2 separate regions of the Mus musculus genome follow, and region 1 is linked to region 2. Evidence: chromatin contacts called from public HiChIP or PLAC-seq data. All regions are on one chromosome and are shown on one strand. Each heading gives the region's core, a stretch centred on a gene start, on an enhancer-like site or on the middle of the called end of the contact. The rest is flanking DNA. Distances are from core to core; before and after follow the strand shown. Region 1 overlaps Lhfpl4 (lipoma HMGIC fusion partner-like protein 4). Region 2 overlaps Setd5 (SET domain containing 5).

Region 1 (6,283 bases), core at 1,478-3,977, 67 kb after region 2:
TGTACATTTCTTCCTCTGACTGGCCTTTACACCAGGCATCTTCTAGCCTCCCCTGGCAGCTCTCTTTACACTGTGCAGTCAGTTACATTGGATAGGCCCATCTACACTTCTGATTGCAGCTATGACCCAAGTGCAGCTGCCCATGGCCTACATCTGTCAGGAGAGCCTCCCACATACGAACTGATCAGAAGTCTCCTGATATCTTAGCAGATCATTCTAGTCCCTCAAAAAAGATCTTTTTTTTTCAAGCTCCCTGTCTTCCTCAATGTCACTGACATTGTTTCTTTTATCCCAAAAACAGTTACCAAGTGTCCTCAGCTCCACTCCAGAGCATGAACTCACTCCCTCCCTCAGATCTACTGCCATGACCTCATGTCACACCAGGTGTCTAGCTCTCTCACATCTAAACTGTCTCCTCTTTAAATTGTGTCATCCCAACTTTGATATCACATCTACTCAACCTGAAGCAATGTAGAGATGAGCATTGCTGTAAGTGTGGCACACAAGTTTGTGAAGCATTCCATATTTTAAAATTTTTCACATCTATCTGTCTATCTGTCTGTCTGTCTATATATCTTCCTATCTATCTATTTTTCTATCTATGTATCTATCTTTCTATGTATGTATGTATGTATGTATGTATGTATGTATGTATGTATGTATCTATCTATCTATCTATCTATCTATCTATCTATCTATCTATCTATCTCTATCTAGGGGAGGGCATAGCCACTGTGCACATGTGAAGGTCACATAACCACTTTTGGGAGTTGGTTCTCTCCTTGTGCCATGTGGGTCTTAAGGATCTAACTCAGGTCACCAAGTTTAAGAGTAGACACTTTTACTCACAGAGCCATCTCTCAATCCAAAATCCATCTTCTTTTTTAAAAATTATTTTTATTATTTTTTAAATTATTCATTTTTATTTTATGTGCATTTGTGTTTTGCCTGCATGCATGTCTATGTGAGGGTGTCAGATCCTCTGGAGCTGGAGTTATAGACAGTTGTAAGCTGCCTTGTGGGTACTGGGGATTGAACTTGGATCCTCAGGAGGAGCAGCCAGTGCTCTTAACCACTGAGGCATCTTTCCAGCCCCCAAATTTGTTATTTAAAAAAATATATTTTTTAATTTACTTTTTAATTAATCTCTGTGTGTGTGTGTGTGTGTGTGTGTGTGTGTGTGTGTTGCCTCTGTGTGTGTGTGTTGCCTCTGTGTGTGTGTTGCCTGTATGTGTGTCTGTACACCATGTGTGTCTGGCGATCTTGGAGGCCAGCAGAGAGCATCATCTCCCCTGGAACTGGAGTTACAGATGGGTGGGAGCTGCTTCGTGGGTATTGGTCCTTGACAAGAGCAGGCTCTTTAACCACTTAACCACTGAGCCATCTCTGCAGCCTCCCAAAATTGTCACCTTTTGGCCCATTCATTATCACCATACCAAAGTAATCTTCCTGAAAATGTGAGCCCTGTGTAAAATACTTCTGTGAACTAGACCTGGGAGCTGCGGTGGTTTGAGTGTGGTGTTCCCTATAAGGCTTTGGTACTTGAATACTTGGTCCCGGTTTGGAGGCTGTTTGGAAATGATTAGGAGGTTGGCCTCCATGACAGAGGATGTCACTGGAGGTAGGGTTTAAAGATTTCCAAGACATCAAGTCACTCCTAGTGTGTTCTGTGTCCAAGCTCTTTGAAACTGCTCCAGGTTCCTGCCACCTGCTCTGCTCTGACATCATGTACTCTAACCTTCTGGAGCCAGAAGCCCCCAATAAACTCTTCTCTAAGTTGCCTTGGTCACACTGGTTTATGACTGTGAGAGAAATGTAACTGACACAGTGGCATTCACCTGTAATCCCAGCCCTTACCAGCTGATGCGGAAGGTTGCTTTGAGTTCAATCTACCCAGGGATACACACCAGGACCCTGTCTCAAAAACAAACAACTCCTGCCATGGGTGGTGGTGTACGCCTTTAACTTCTGTACTCGGGAGGCAGAAGCAAACAGTGTCCTCGGTCAGCCTGGTCCACACAGTGAGCTCCAGGCCAGCCAGGGATACACAGGTAGACCCTGGTCTACCCACCTCCAAATAATTAAGGAATCTTCCACCACTCTTAACTCTGAGCTCTTTCAGACCCTTGTTGACCCCCAGGCTTGTCTCTGACCCCTCCGCACCTCACATTTCCTGCTTCACCTGTCCTAGCTGCTTTCAGTCTCCCGGGGATATAATCCACCCACCTGTCACTCAAGCTGCTTTCTCTTCCACTGTGGCCTGCCTGTCTCTCGCTCCCACACAGTAAGATTTCCTCCGCATACGCGCATTCCACCAGAAGCCATGTTAGGTACCGCCCCTAAGAGCACCCACAAGAAGCTGGCATTCAGCAGAGCCTGCCATGTTCTGACATGCTCATCTCCACATCCAGACGCACTTTTAGAACAAGTCATTGTGTGCAGTATGTGGTCCACATGGGCAGCTCACACACGTGCCCCCAACCACCTGACCACGCCCTGGAATGCGGTGAATGTCGGAATTCTCATCTCTTCAGTGTGGATTTTTATTTTCTTCCCTTTGGGTAAGTGCTCTAGAAAGAGGTATCCTGGCTTCCCCGAGTCCTCACAAAAGAGTGGAGCACTGTTACTGTGGTCAGAATACCGCATGCAGAATCAAGACTGTGCCAGAGGGAGTATCCAGAGTGCCGCTGCTGCTGTCTCCTTTTGCCGTGTCACAGAACCCCGGTTTCATTTGCGTTGGCAACGTGCCCAGTTAATGTTTCTAGCCTCTTTCAGTTACATGTGCCAGGTGACTCAGTTCTGTGGCATTTCCAGGCAGCTTCAAGTGGCTCATAGATCAAATGACTGGAACACCAGCAGCTAACCTAAGCTATGAGATACTTTTTAAATTTTTATTAATTTATTAATTTATTGGGTTTCTCTCTCTCTCCCTCCCCCCCCCCCCCCCGTCTCTCCATAATCTCCCTATGTAGCCCTGGCTAGTCTGGAACTGGATATATAAATCAAGCTAGTGCCAAACTCACAGAAATTCACATGCCCCTGCCTCCTAAGTATTGGAATTAAAGGCCTGTGCCATCATGACTGCCCCCCCTTTTTTAAATTTGTATTTTATGTGTAAGGGCATTTTATCTGCATGTATGCACGTACTACAATCACATGCATGCCTGGTGTAGCAGGTCTCCTGGAACGAGAATTACAGATGCTCCTGGATTCTGAGAATTGAGCCCAGTCCTCTAGAAGAGAAGCCCTTGCCTGTCGCTGCTGGGCCATCCCTCCAATGCCAACCCCACGTCTGTGAGCGATGCTTGTGGAAAGGTGATGGCTACAGGGGACATGCAGACAGGACCCGGGCTCCTGCTCCCAACGTGGGCCATGGTCATGCTATAGAAATACCCAGACATTTTTTTCTTTCTTGAGACTAGATCTCTTCATGTAGTCTAGTATGGCCATGAATTTATAATCCTTCTGCTTCCGTCTTCTGAGTTCTGAGATCACAGGTATGTATTACCAAAGTTGGTTTTGTTTTGTTTTTTTTAAAGCTGTGGTAAAAGAAACTGTCATTAAGTCACACTGAACATTAGCACTCCATGAATATACAGCCATTGATATGAATGGAGGGTTGGGCTGTATCCCACCCATGAGGCCCTGGGTCAGGAGTCAGAAGCAGCAGCCAGCATGGGTGATATAAATTGTGTCTTTATTTGAACACCATTCCACCTGCACTGAAGCATAAATCCAGCAGCAGAAGGGGGCGGGACCAAAAGAAATGTTACCAAATTGGACAGTGAACATCTAAGACACATTCAGACAGAACTTACTAGTGGGGCACAGACAACACCAAGCTACCCTAACACACAGCACAGGTCCTTGGAGGACTGCCAGTCAGAGTCCTGGGATGGCTGGTGGCTCCTGCTCTCTTCTCAGGAATACCTCCTGTCCCACCCAAAAGCTAGCTCTGAGCCAGACAAGGGCCCCCAGAAGCCTCTCATGCTAGAAGGAATCCAGCCCTTCCAAGAGGGTTTCCCTTTTTTGGTTCATACCAGAGGCTGGAGAAGGACTAGTCCCTCTGTGCTCAAGAGGGACTCAACTTGTAGAAGCTTCCCCGTCCTCCCAAGCGCCATCTGCAAGCTGCCATCTTGGCTCTTGCAGGCCCCAGAAGGATGTTAATATTCCCCACATCCTCAGGCCCTTGGAACAGCTTTCCTCCATAGCTCTGGTCCTTAGAGGGCAGTGTTCTACTTCCCTCAACCCCAAGGACTAGTCTAAACAGTGCTCTGGAGCAGAGGCTGGACCCCATTGAAGCTATAACTGCTTTCTCCTCTCCCCTCTCTGTCAAGAGCAAAGAAATCCGCTAACACCAAACACCAGCCTCTCCATCCAGTCACAAATAGCTGAGGATTTTCAGGGACCCAACAACGGGAAGCTCTTGGTTAGTGATCAGAAACAGAGATGTTGATGTCCATATCCTATCCTTCCCCAAAGGCTAACACCAGCTCCCCGCCCTAACTGTCCTACGTCAACTGCCAGGAGGTCAGTTAGAGCCTCACCTGAGTTCTTGGCCGAAACATCCATTTTCTTTGTCCCTAACTCTTCTAAGCCTTCAAGACCACATTTTGGTTCCCATTGCTCCCTCTCTTCTTTCCCCGCGATACCCTGGGGCTCCTGCAGACTGCAGACCTCAGCCTGCCAGCCTGAAACTCCACACTGCACCGCTGGGCAGCAGCTGGTTGGCTGGAGAGTGGCAAGAACACTGGTAGACGACTCCTCAGAGGGAACTCATGCCCTTCCTCTCTGTCATTAGCCCACCTCTATCTAACACAGCCTGGCCTGCTCGGTCCCTTGTACACACACAGTTCTCTCCAAAGGATCAGAGCTACCGCAGACACCAAGAAGTCAATTCTATCCTGTCTGCCAAAGCACAAGGGACCCCCTGGGCAGCAAGTGTTCTTAGGAAAACAGGCTCTCCAAGCACACACATGGCTGCCCTCCTCAATCCCTAGCGTTTCCTCTTCACACACATACCCACTATCTTCTTTCTTCTCTACATTTTGTTCTTGCTCCCTGTGAATTACCCCTCCATTTCCCACCTCCCAGGTTTCTTCATCTGCTGCCCATCCATGGAAAACCCATTCTAGTTCTTCACTTCTCCATCGTTGTGTGTGCCTCTCCAGATCTCTCTCTCTCTCTCTCTCTCTCTCTCTCTCTCTCTCTCTCTCTCTCTCTCTCTCTCTCTCTCCATTCTCTCCATTCCTCCCTTTCCATGCCTGTCGCCTGTCTCCTGCCTCATCTTTACTTCGCCGGCTTTGCTCCTGCCCGCTTCTCAGTCAGTCACCCACTCCTGCCCCTCTCGCCACTACCTGGACCCTCCCCTCTGGTTTGAAGCTGAGGATCTGACTTCCTGCTCCCTTCTCCTTCTGACAAGGCTCCCCCACCCTCCCTGTCCATTCCCAGTCTCCTGGCTACCTGCTGAAGATGACTCCAGCACTCTGGCTCCAGGGAGGGACCAGGTTGGGACAAGAGCTGGGGAAGACAAGGGCAGTGGCCAAAGCTCAGGAGGAGGTGTCTACCCTGGAGGAGAGAGGAGAAAATGTGGAGATGGGATCTGGAACGTTCCAAGTGTCAGGAATTCTGCCAGGAACCAGCATCAGATTCCAGGTAGGGTCCTGCTGGGGCAGCCTTGGGTCATGGGCCTGGCTCAGGAATCCTAACTCAGCTCCAAGTCCTCTGAAAATGAACACAAGGACAGCAAACTCATAGACTAGCCGTTCTTCCTCTCTGGCTGAGGCCAATGTAACACAGGGAAGTGAGACGCCTCCTGGACAGCCTATAGGAGGCACACATTCCTCGACACAAGGACCAGGCAGCAGGCCGTGTCCTCGGAGACATTATGTTTGATGACGTTCGTCTGCCACCCCTCCACTGGAAACTGGAGGCTTTTCTATGATTAGATGGCTCTGCCACCAGATCCATAAGGTAGCCAAAGATGGTCAAAAACTACAACAAAATAAAAAACAAAACAACAACAACAACAACAACAAAAAACCACCTGGAATCTCCCTCGTTTTTCTCTCTGCTAAGGGGGAGGGAGGGGCCCCCCACTGCAGGAGAAGAGAGATCTTCTCATCTGCCCTTTCCTAACACACGCACACACACACACACACACACACACACACACACGCACACACAAACACACACATACATACATACATGCACACACATACACACGCACACACACACACACACACACATACACACATACACACACGCACACACACACAAACAC
Region 2 (6,505 bases), core at 3,112-5,611:
AATTTGACTCAGTTATAGGAAGAAACATAGTTAAGAGGTATTTTTGGTTTGGTATGATTTTTGTTTTTCTTGTAAGTGGTTGTCAACATGTAATTCTTGTCACATGAGTAAACCTAAAGAGTTAAACATATTCAAGGACAGGGTGAGGTGATGATTCCACATCCTAAATCCAGCATTTGGGTGGAGGAGGCAGGATCTTTTAAGTTTGAGGAGTTCTAGGCCAGCCAGAACAATATAGTGAGACCAAGTGTCTCAAAAAAAAAAAAAAGAAGAAGAAGGCGGCTTCAGGGCTGATAATGTGGCTTAGTTGGTAAAAGTGCTTGCCTACCATGCAAACAGCTCTAGACTTGATTCCTATCACCATATAAAACTCTAGGTGTTTTGGTACATCCCTATTATTAGCATGCAGGAGGTAGAGGCAGGTGAATTGGAGTTTGAAATCAGCCTACAGAGTACCTAAGATGGAAGACACACCTTCAGATAGCTTTTATGTTCATAGTAATTGTTTGTTGTCATTGATAAAGGGAGAAGTGGGAAATCTGCATATATAAAACTCAAGGTAAAGCTACATAATATAAATTCCCCCAGAGAGCTGGAAGATTCTGGACTTGTTAATAAACACACTTTTAATTTAGATATTGCTACCCAACGTAATTAGTTTAATAAATAAAAGCTACGTGTTAAAATCTTAATTTTCTTTTGAAATCTGCTGTATTTGTGACTTTCTTGTGAGTAAATTCCCCCTTTCATTGTTACTCATACAACCCAGAGCTTATTGAATGCTAGGCAAGCACTCTACCACTCAGCTATACCTTCAGTTCCCTGAGTTAATCTTTTTCTAATTATGTTTTTGTCTGTAAAATAATCAAGGTTTGGCGATGTCTCAGTGATTAAAAGTACTTGCCTCACAAGCATGAGAGCTGGGTTTGAGTAAACCCATGCAAAACTGTACAGGTCTGTTATTCCAGCCTGTAAGAGAGTCCAGACAGGAAAGTCACCAGAATCGCCTGATAACTTCAGGTATCAGTCTTCCTCTGACCTGCATACTTGTGTGTTCACACAGAGGTTTTTAAAAACCATCTTCTAAGTCCTAAAACTATTTTTATGAAGTTGAATTTATTTAAGCCAGTACAATTATGAGGTATGCCTCCTAGTACATGTAAATAACTATCTAGGAAAGGTAAATGTACGCCTTGACCTCTATCATAGCCATTATAAGTAGGACTTTCTTTTTAATTGGTCTTAAAATTGCTTCATAGTAAGCGAAGCTTTACAGACATTTTACCAGTTCCAGAATCCCCTAGAGAGAATGTAAATTTTAAGAAACCAAAGGATAAACAAGAGTTAGAAGAAAAGGAAATTTTATCTTGGCTTGAATTGTTAAGTCACATATTTCAGATTATGCCAATCTGTTTCTCTTTCTTTCTTTTTTCTACAACTCCTGGATCTATTTCCTGTATTCACTATCTTCACAGTTAAGCCCAATTTACTATTGTGTAAATTAGGTGAGCTTCTCACCAGATCTCTGAATATTTATAAATACTCCTGTAGTATTTATCCTTTCTCTCCCTTTTACTGTTTGGTTTGTTGGTTTTTATTTTGAGACGGTCTCACTGTGTGCCCACCTTGACCTGGAACTCACAGGGATTGCCTTTCTAGGACTGAGACTAAAGGCTTTTACCACCACACCCAGCCTATATCTTTTGGGTTTTTGTTTGGGTTTTATTGTGGGGTTTTTTACTTCTTTGTCATATTTTTCCCATTTCCTCTTCCTATACTTTTTGGGTGTGGAAAGGCGGAAGCTATTTTTAGCCACATTCAAGTTATTAGTGTGGCACTTCTTTCTTTGTAGATTCTTCTAATTCTACAAGCTTCATAAATATCCTACTGCAGATTCTTCTCCATGTGTTTCTTAGAGCGGGACAGTATTCTTTCTGTTGTACCTACTTGAGACATAAATTGCCAAGCAAGTTGAGGATTCACAGAAAATATGAAGCAGGAAAAAAGAAAATAACTATTTTATATTGATACATTTAGAAGTCATCTAAAACAACCAAAAAAAAAAAAAGTCATCTGTGTAATACAATGTTTCTGGAGTCATTGAGCTAAATTGTGGGCTATATCACAAAATTTCTAGCTCCTTATGTAATCATTTTTCCTAATATCCTTTTCTCCCAAAGCAAAAAAAAGTAGTACTGCTAGTTTTTTTTCCCTTGGGATAGTTGGGTTTTGGCTAGAAATGGATAAGCATATAATTCAGATGGTACATGAGTTCTGCAGAAAGCTGATTGTATGCATTAAAAACCCACATTTTGAACTGGTGTGTGTGTGTGTGTGTGTGTGTGTGTGTGTGTGTGTGTGTAGTAAAAGGAGGAGTAAAGCCGTGGTGGAGCACGCCTTTAATTCCAGCACTTGGGAGGCGGAGACAGGCAGATTACTCAATTCAAGGCCAGCCTGGCCTACAAAGTGAGTTCCAGGACAGCCGGGGCTACACAGAAAAACCGTCTTGAAAAATCAAAAGAAAATAAAAAGGAGTAAAGCAGGACAAGCTGGGTTTGCTAGTGGATCCAGTATTCTGTAGATCTGGTAGGTTGTTCATTGATGGGAAAGTGAAACTACATATTTTTTTCTTTTTCGTTCTTTCTTTCTTTCTTTCTTTCTTTCTTTCTTTCTTTCTTTCTTTCTTTCTTTCTTTCTTGTTTTTGTTGTTGTTTTTTCAAGACACGTTTTCCCTGTGTAGCCCTGACTGTCCTGGAACTCACTTTGTAGACCAGGGTGGCCTCGAACTCAGAGATCTGCCTGCCTCTGCCTCTGGAGTGCTGGGATTAAAGGCCTGTGCCACCACGCCCTGCAAGACTTTATCATTTTAAAGTCCTCATAAGAGTTCCCACTTTGTTAAAAAAAAAAAAAAAAGTTTTTCATTAATTTATTTTTCCTCCCCTCTTCTCCTCCCAGCCCTACTCTCTCAATCCCCCCTTTTAAATTTTATAGTCATAAGAAAAACTGATTTAAGAGAAAATTCAACTCACATGCAGACGGAAAGATCCAATCATAAAATTGCAATTTTTCCCCCAACCCCTTTGCAATTTTTTTGAAGGGTTTTTGTTTTGTTTTGTTTTTTAAGACAGGGCTCACATATCCCAAATTTGCCCAAAATTTGCTATATGTAACCCAGAATAACCTGGAATTCTGATAATTCTACCTGTACCTCCAAAGTCCTAGGATTATAGATAGCCTCATAACACCATGCCAAATTTGTGCAAGGCTAAGAAAACTCAGGGCTTTGTGGTGCCAGGCAAGTACCCTACCAAATTATCTCTTTGTACAAATTTTCTCTCTTAATTCAGTTACTCATTAGCCTACTAAAGAATTTTCAGAGCTGTGCTATATGTGTTAATTTCCATTATCTAAATACAGGGTTGAACATAATGCTTTCAGTAATATATATGTGTAAGAAACCTGAATCTTGAATTGTGTCCCAGTTTAAGGATGGTGGTTTTAAAAAGAAATTTGGTTTGAGGCTTCCTGTAGTTGAAGTTCCCTAACCTAAGTCTTTAACAAGGTGAGAAACAATATTGTATATGAAAAACCCAGTACCTAAACTGAAAAGAAATTGGGCCTATGATGACAATTCTAGGGAAGATTTTTAAATTGAATGTATATTTAAGCTGGAGTCTAAGTAAATGGATTATAATCATTAACTCTAGTAAGATCTGAAGTCATGCTGCCCCTAGAAAAGGAGGCGTTGTACCTAACATTGTAAAGACACTTTGTTAATGTTTATCTTGACCTAAGCTAGAGTAGATTTTCTTTTTTCTCTCCTAGATGACATTGTTTTATGTACTGAGTTCCATGTAATTTCAGAATTCAAAATATACCTCTCTGACCCTAGATTAGTCTAAATATTTATCTTTATTTTTGTGAGTCATAATTGAGTATCAGATTTCATAACAGTTTTTATACAAGAAACTATTGTGTCCCAGGTTTTTCTTGGGAAACTGAGGAAAATTAGTATAAATTTTTACTGTAAAGGCCTTATCGTTAATATGTTTAGAGAATTCTGCTCATCAGAGTAAAAATATTTTTGGTGTTTCATTTGAAATATAATTATGAGTGGTGGAGACTTTAAACACAGTTAAAGGAAAGCAGGGAAGACAAAGGGCTCTCTAAGAAAAGGGCTTGGGATGCGTGGGGTAGGGATATTCCCTTTATTTTATCAGAGACTGAAATGGAAGAAATTTGACATTCTGGTGGCTTATGGGGAGCTGCTCAGAGATTGCTTCTTGGCTGAGTTGCTGTCTGCAAAGGCTGCTAACAATCGCTTGTCTGGCAGCAGATCTTGTTCATCAGGATTGCATCATCTCTGGGAGAGTGGCCAAGGTCCACAGCCTCAGTACAAAGACTGTCTGAAGCATACGAGGCCTGTTCTCTTTCTAAAGCTGCACTCTTCTTCCTGCCAGTCCTCTTCACAGGATTGCTAAAGCTGACTTGTGCGTTTCTTTCATTGGGTTGACTGTTTACTGGTCTCTTGTCTCCCAGCTGCTTCCGCCTCACCTGTCTGATACATTTCTTCTGAAATCTTAAAAGTCTAGAAACTACATATAAATGGTAACTCTCAAAAGAGTGCTCAGTATTGGAAGACAGGCTGGGTTTGTTAGTGGATCCGGTATTTTGTAGATCTGGTGGGTTGATAATTGATGGCAGAGTGAAACTATATTTTTACTTTGCCTCTGTCCTTCCTCTTACTTGCTGCTGCTGAATACTTGACTATTTTATTTCTTCTTTTTACTGTCACCTTCAAACCTTTTTTTTTTTCACTTCAAAATTGTGAATATACTTTTGAAAATATTTTTCTAAAGATTACTTTGTTTTCCAGATTTTTAAAAATTGGAAACATGCGCACGCCCACACCCACACACATAAATGTAAAGGGCATGCCTTCTAATGGATGGTGACTTGTGAACAGCTTTCTTCCATGTTTATGACCTGTTATTATTTTGGATATTGAGAGCTCATTTTGGTCAGTACTATATTTGACTTTGTGAAATAAAAACATGAATTTAAGAAATTCTGATCACCTACTCTTCCCTTTCTTCATTCTCTTTCCCCAAATTTAATAGGTTCTCTATTTTCCTTTCCTTTTGGGGATATAGTAAGTTGATGGAATTGACCCCAGGTAGAACCGATTCCCCCTGCCCCCAGTTTTTATAAGGAATGGAATGGGGAAAAGAAAGGAGTCATCATTTAATATGTTTTGCTAGGCCTGTATCCAAAGTAAATCTGGTATTTGATGAAAAGAGGTCTGTGCCCCATGTGGTGGTGTGTGCCAATAATAGCACTTGGGAGGGTCAGCCAAGGAGGATACAAGTTTAAGTCTGATGTGGGCTATAGCAATTGCTTAAAAACAAACAAAACAAAACAGAAATGTAAAAGTTACTGAGTTTGGAACCCCCATGGAAAGACAAGAAAAACTTGAGAATCCTGAGGGGAACAGTTTTGATAGAAGGGAAGAGAAGGGCAGTATCTCATCACCTTGGAAACCAAGGCCATTTCCTTCCCTCCCTTAGTTATTTTGTGTTAGATGTAAATGGAAAGTAACAAGTAATACAGAAATAAAATTATTAATCTGTAGTGTTCCACTTTTTGAGCACATCAATGTTTCTTCATATATTAAACTGTGTCTCAGCCTTTTCTAGGGTTTCAGAGCTACTCGCAGATAATTGGGGGACCTCAAAGGTGACTGCCCCAAATCCTTTTCATTTGTTATATTTTGAATTTTAGTAAATGTTGAACTTGGTTACTATGATGGGATCACTCAGTAAACATTTCTTGATTCCTCTTGATATGTCAGGCATAGTATTTAATCATTGGAACTACAGCAGTGGTTTAAAAAAAAAGTTTTGTTTTTTAATCCCTGCCATAATTTGTGTTCTGGTGATAAGAGTTTAAGTAATGGAATAAATTATATTTTGAAATTATTTTTGTCTAGACACAGTTCTTACACATCTCCAAATTAGGAGATTAAATTAATAGTTACTCTAGCTAAAATTTAGCTTGATAAACCAGAGTAAATGTTTTCTTACATGAGATATTATAATAAAAGATTGTATATGGATAATCTAGTAAAAGTTCTTTATCATTTAAATAGCTATATTTTACATCATTTTTCAGTGAAGGAACCATATAAAGAGAGTTTCGTGTATCAGAATTTGAATTAGGAAACCTCATCATTGGGGCTTGAGAGATAACCCAGCAGTTAAGAGCCCTGGCTGTTCTTCCAGAAAATCTAAGTTTAATTCCCAGTACCCACAACCATCTATAATTATAGCTTGATGGGAGCTGATACCCTTTTCAGATGTACATTCAGACAAAACAGACATTTAAAAAGAAACCCCATTATTATGATTTAGGACAACATGGTCAAGCTGGCCTATTAAGATTGCCTTTATCAGAATAGTAGCAGTAGTACAGTTATATAACAATTGGCAAGAGGAAAAAGAATTTA

Evidence for each region. HiChIP or PLAC-seq counts read pairs in DNA pulled down with a chosen protein or histone mark.
Region 1: an HNF4G HiChIP or PLAC-seq map of pancreatic cancer cells shows a contact between it and region 2. The contact joins two enhancer-like sites. A contact is called at or near these places in 1 of 15 datasets of contacts at CTCF or cohesin (the NIH/3T3 cell line), 3 of 484 Hi-C or Micro-C datasets (brain, pre-B cells and pre-megakaryocyte-erythroid progenitors), 2 of 115 datasets of contacts at active chromatin or transcription factors (embryonic stem cells and pancreatic cancer cells) and 3 of 9 other capture datasets (adipose tissue, liver and pancreatic islet).

Annotation. Positions count from the first base shown.
Region 1 is chr6:113,164,409-113,170,691 of GRCm38.p6, forward strand. It overlaps Lhfpl4 (lipoma HMGIC fusion partner-like protein 4), which reads right to left. Exons shown (of 4, transcript NM_177763.3): 4 at 3,679-6,283. Among named protein-coding and RNA genes, the nearest start is that of Lhfpl4, 28 kb to the right of the region's middle. Within about 2 kb of position 2,728, at least 144 of the 459 cell types and tissues checked have an H3K27ac peak or open chromatin away from gene starts, as enhancers often do. A contact at or near this core is called in the NIH/3T3 cell line, adipose tissue, brain and 1 more, where this site is marked.
Region 2 is chr6:113,095,445-113,101,949 of GRCm38.p6, forward strand. The region is part of intron 1 of Setd5 (SET domain containing 5); the gene reads left to right. Among named protein-coding and RNA genes, the nearest start is that of Setd5, 21 kb to the left of the region's middle. Within about 2 kb of position 4,362, at least 266 of the 459 cell types and tissues checked have an H3K27ac peak or open chromatin away from gene starts, as enhancers often do. A contact at or near this core is called in the NIH/3T3 cell line, adipose tissue, brain and 1 more, where this site is marked.